Regions from separate parts of the Mus musculus genome. Here region 1 is linked to region 2. Evidence: chromatin contacts called from public promoter capture Hi-C data. All regions are on one chromosome and are shown on one strand. Each heading gives the region's core, a stretch centred on a gene start, on an enhancer-like site or on the middle of the called end of the contact. The rest is flanking DNA. Distances are from core to core; before and after follow the strand shown.

Region 1 (2,700 bases), core at 77-2,576, 1.0 Mb after region 2:
AGGCATCTGCAATGTTCTCTTCCTTCAAACACTCCAAAGGAGTTAGCGCTACTATTCATCAAGATTAGACAAACACCTATTTGTTTTAACATTCACATAAAAACTCAAAATAGAGCTATGGAAAGCTTCCCAGGAAAGGTTATCAGAGCTTGAATTATCGTGTTCAAAGTGGTTTCCACAGAGCCTAACTAGGGCAAGCCTTTGATTTTGTTTGTGTTGTTGAGAATAGAATTTCATTTTACTGAGACAGCTTCAGGGTCTAGGAACACGAGAGGGCAAAGTACAGAAAAGCAGTGTGTCCGTTCTTTATAACTGTAATTCTTGACTGCTTGGTGCAGAATCGAGTGCTCAATCTCTACAACTTGGAGTGTGTAGAGGCTGGCACTTGAGCAGGGGTCAGGGAGTCAGATGCTAGCAAACACAGATGTTACCCTTCCCCTGGGCCCACCCAGCTGCAACCAATAGGCAGGCTCTGTGGGCTCCTAAAGTAGTCTCCCTTAGAAACCTAACTGGTGTCTGGGAAACCAGAGCTGGGTTTCCTGGGTGGTCTGAACACCCAGCGTTCACAGAGCTCACAGCAAGCGAGAACGCCTTCTCCACCTGTGACCCCTACCACCCACAACCGAGTATTCCAGAGAAACTCATGGCACAAGCGCACGGATTCCCACCCAATGCTAAAAGCCCCTCCCAAACAAGATGACCATAGATGCTTTTATAAACTCAGCAAACGTTTCCACAAGAAATAAATGTCCTGAACTTGAGACTGACCAGCAGTCTGGGGTACATCCCACACACACACCAAGCATATAGGTGAAGCTGGCCAGAAACACAGATGGGAAGAGGAGAACCAGGCTCTCGAGGTTCACCCTTCTCCAGCCGCCTGCCTCTGATTTCCATCGCTTGCAACTAGCTTTGGTTGAGCTCCGTCACCCTCTGCCCCCTCCCACCCCGCTTGCCCGAGAGGGTGAGGGGTGGCCGCTGCCTCCCGTTTGCGCTTCACAGCTGCTGCCTCCGACCCGGCAGCGCCATGCACTTGTTGCCATCCCCAGGTACCAGGAGGCGGCGCCCATTCCTCGGGCTGCCCAGCCGACAGAGTGCAGCCTTTCACCACCTCTGCAGACCCCTGCGTCCTCGGGGACCCTAGAGAAACTTTGTCCCCTGAGAACTCCGGTGGGCAAACTTCGCCCAGGGCTGCGGGGAGACAAGAGGGATGGCTCCCGTAATCCGCCTTTACCTGGAGCTGTGGCTCGGGAACGCCAGGAGCCCTGGCCAGGCGCTGTCCCCGAGGCCTGCCGAGGGCGACCCGCCGGCCAGCGTCGCCCGGAGCGGGGAAGCCGGTCCCCAGCTGCCCACGCCCCTCCGCTCCGCTGGCCGCACCGAGGGGCGGAGCCGCAGCTCCCCCCACCCCACCCCACCCCCGCTCGCCCGCCCGCCGCGCCCACAGCTGGGGCCACCCCCTGCGCCCCCTGGTCCCCGCCTGCCCACCTCTGGCCAGCCGGGCTCGTCGCCGCCTCATCACATGGCCGCGCCCGCCACCAGCTCCAGGAGGAAACCTGAAGCTGCTGCGGCTCCGCCGCCCCCTCCCTTCGCGGGGCGGCGGCCGGTCGCCTCGGCTTTCCTCCGGCGGCGGGCACGGAGCGGGACCTGCTGGGCCAGGGCAGGGTTGCACCCTAGCGGCGGCGGCGCCCGCTCGCCCCGGGGGCCTCCACGCCCTAGTGGCGCCGGAGGAAGGAGCTGGCCGGTCGGCTCCTAAAGGGAGCCGTGCCAGGCCAGAGGGAGGCTCGGGTTGTCCTCAGCTCAAAGCCACCACACCCGGGACATAATAGTGCCCGGGTCTGTTACAATAGGAAGTACTATTTTAAAACAGCCGACTCCCTCTAATTCATGAGGATGATGGAGGTTCCTCTGGCCCAAAGCTTTGCAGGCTCGATTCCCTATGCGTTTATGCAAACAGGTGCCTAAACGGCACCAACATTTGTTTGTTTGTTTTTGAGAAAGCCATAGCCACTTTTACAACACCTAACAATGTGAAAGGACCCCTTGGATCTTAAAGCACTGAGGCACTTAGCACTGAGTTGTCCCGAGTGAAAAGTCTCGCCATTGTACAGCTTACTATAAAATAAGCTTAAGATGATTATTCCAGCTTTAAAGATAAAATTAAGCGTCTACTTTTCTAAGTTCCTTTAATATTACCTTTATTTTTCTCAAGAAGACAGACCGACTACATGGACAGGAGAGATGTGTTGGCCCGTCCCAAACCATCACTGCCAGATGCCCTGGGCCACCCTCCTAACATACCTGTTTAACCAGAGCCTAAAGAATGGCAGGATGGCAAAAAAAAACCAAAAAAACAAAAAACAAATCAAACAAAAACAAAAAAACAAAACCCAGGGTCTGAGGTCTTTAGCCCTGTCTTAGGGCAAACGCTGCCCTTCCTTCTTTATAAAGGACCTGACATTGGCCTTGCAGTATTGACACTTGTATTCATATCCTCTGATGTCACACTGCAGAACCTTAGGTCCCAAAGAAGAGTGTTCTCCACTGAAGAACTACGAAGTCCCGAAGATAAAAAATAAAAGCAATAACACTTTTCTCGAACATCAATATTTTCAATGTGAAAAAGTCAACTGGAGATTGGCTGAATCAACACACCACACACAAGTAGTTTTCAAGCCTGTTAGCGGAAAAGTTTGTAAAAGA
Region 2 (2,700 bases), core at 176-2,675:
CAACCAATAAGGTTAGCACAGCCCCTGTTCTTGGCAAGGGTGCCTACCTATGGCTGGCACTCTGTGCCCAGAGAATGCCCGGCTTGACAGTTAAGTGCTAAATGAGGCAAGGGTTTTTAGGAAACCTATTAGAGAGGAAGACAGAGCAACTACTGCCAAGTGTTGGGAAAACAAGAAGAAAAGCAGATGTTACTTAAGAGCCACTTGAAAGGCCATTTGGAAAGACTAACATTTGAATACCTAACATTATTAGGTATGGAACATAGCTCGGAAGGGGGAGGTCTCCTATAAAGTTTCAACTTAAGGTTTCCCCCATTCCCCTGACTACCACCCCAGAGCTCAGAGGTTTAGAACTCTTACTCTCTTACAGAGGACCCAGGTTCGGCTCTCAGCACCCGCATTAGGGGCTCACTCCAAAATTTCATGCCCTGGGCATCTGCAGGTATCTCCACACATGCGGTACACATAAATTCATGCAGTCATATACACTTAACGAAAAAAAAACTGAAGAGACTAAAGATATCTGAATTGTTGCCACATACGGAGCTGAAAGCGACACTGGGGATACCTAGGGCCCTTAAAAGATCCGTATCTAAGGATGCACTCAGAGGAGGTTCACTCTGCAGGCTAGGACCTTGTTCCCTCCCTATCTTTGGAGTCATCTCAACTGCCCATCTGAGGCCCAACAAACTGACTCCAGCAGAGTCACGGGTTCCATTGTTATTCTGTTTTGTTTTGGTTTTTGGAGACAGGGTTTCTCTGTATAGCCCTGGCTGTCCTGGAACTCACTCTGTAGACCAGGTTGGCCTCGAACTCAGAAATCCACCTGCCTCTGCCTCCCGAGTGCTGGGATTAAAGGCGTGCGCCACCACGCCCGGCCGTTGTTATTCGGAACCCATCCTAAGTAGGGTCCCTGAGCACCTAGGGCGCGAAAGAAGAAGCATGAACAGGTCAAGTCTTGGGCTTCAGTCTGCAAAGTTTGGACCTAAGTTAGACTGGCTAGTCATGCTGTCTTCCAGTCCTGTGAGACCCAAGTAGCCCGGCGATCCTTCTCTGTGCCCAAGGTCCCCTCCCCGCTGGGTGGGGCTGCTCACCGCCGAAACGCCTCCTGTAGCAGCGAGCAGGAAGGGCCCGCTGTGGAATTGGGACTGTGGTCGATGCTGAAGTCCTCCGCGGAGATGTACAACAGCCGCGGGAACATCTGCACCGAGCGCGGGAAGGGCCATAGCGCAGGTTGCAGTCGGGCCGGGGCCACTAGGGCCAGCGACACTAGCGACACCAGCGCCTGCAGCAGCAGCAGCCCGGGGGCGCTACGCGGGGACTGCGGCATGACTGCTCCGCGAGTCTGGCTAGGCAGTCTTTGGACCAACCTTCCAGTCTGGGTCGCTGGGAAGAAAGCATCCGTGCCCGGGTCACCAAGTCAGATGACCGAGCTCCCCGCCCGGGCTCCGCCTCCGAGAGGGGATTGGCCCGGAAATTGGGGGCAGGCTCGGTGCAGAGGCGGTCGCGCTCTAGCCGGGATGCTGGGGTGTGGCTCACGCCTGTCACGCCTGAGGAACTTGTTTGTGCAGCCCACTGACAGGCAAGACCTGTCTCTTCCTCCACTCTTCAGGTAGTGTTTTTGTCACTAAATCTGACGGTGGTGGACTCTGATTGATAAAACCTCCCGAGTCAGAATTCCCAGGAGTTGACTTTGGAAGTAATGGGAGGTTAAAATTTATGCATGGAAAAAAAAATAGATAGGGGGAGCATTTAAAACTTGGGATAGACGCGATGGACTACATAAATATTAAAGTGATACAAAGAGAATATTTCTGTAGTGGAGATTAATGTCGATGTATAGTTTTCCAAGGACCTTTATAACGATTAGCTAGGGCGAACGTGCATATGTGTAATCAGAGATTACAGTATGTCTAATCACAGGAAGGCAACTTAGTAAGTAAATAGATGCTAGAAGATTGCTGGAGAGATGGCTCAGCAGTTAAGAACTCTGTTCTCAAAAAGAACCGGGGGGGGGGGTCAATTTCCAGCACCCACTTGGTGGCTCACAACTGCCAATAACTCCAGTCCCAGGGAATACTTCACCCTTCTGGCCTCTGAGGTTACCAGGCACGCATGTGGTACACAGATGTACATACAGATAAAACACCCATACACATTGTGGGGGCTATTCCCGGTTGTCATCTTGTCTATATCTGGAATGAACTACAATCTAGAATTAGAGGGCTCACCTGTGATCCAGATCTTGAGGCTGGGAGACACAAGATTCTGACCTAGATCTTGACACAGAGATCTTGAGACATAGTGGCCATGAAAAGCTTAGGCCCAGGCTAGGTAGGACACACCTTTAATCCCAGGAGAATGAGGCAAGGAGAGCTTTGAGTTCAAGGTCAGCCTGGAACAAAGCAAGTCCCAGATCCAAGCCTGTTGGTATTTACCTTATAATCTGGGCCACACCTTCTGCTGAGGCCTACATAAGGACTTTGGAAGAAGGAGGATTCATTCTTCGCCTGCTTGCACTTAGTTGCCAACACATCTGTTAGAACCTACTTCTGCAGAAGACCAGCTGAAACAATGAGCCTCGTGGGCCTGAGCAGCTACTAGACTCTTGGACTTCCTATTCACAGCTGACCATTGTTGGGTTAGTTGGACTACAGGCTGTAAGTCATCACAGTAAATTCCCTTAATATTTGGAGACAT

The links. Promoter capture Hi-C pulls out the DNA fragments that hold promoters and counts their contacts.
Region 1: a contact with region 2 is called in a promoter capture Hi-C map of the SN4741 cell line, with 5 times the contacts expected there. The contact joins the promoter of Arhgef28 here to the promoter of Hexb in region 2. A contact is called at or near these places in 11 of 39 promoter capture datasets (the 3T3-L1 cell line, 3T3-L1-derived adipocytes, the SN4741 cell line and 8 more) and 1 of 115 datasets of contacts at active chromatin or transcription factors (fibro-adipogenic progenitors).

Annotation. Positions count from the first base shown.
Region 1 is chr13:98,204,839-98,207,538 of GRCm38.p6, forward strand. Arhgef28 (Rho guanine nucleotide exchange factor (GEF) 28) reads right to left here and starts at 1,327. Exons shown (of 36, transcript NM_012026.2): 1 at 1,235-1,327.
Region 2 is chr13:97,196,932-97,199,631 of GRCm38.p6, forward strand. It overlaps Hexb (hexosaminidase B), which reads right to left and starts at 1,426. Exons shown (of 14, transcript NM_010422.2): 1 at 1,095-1,426. The coding sequence starts at 1,330.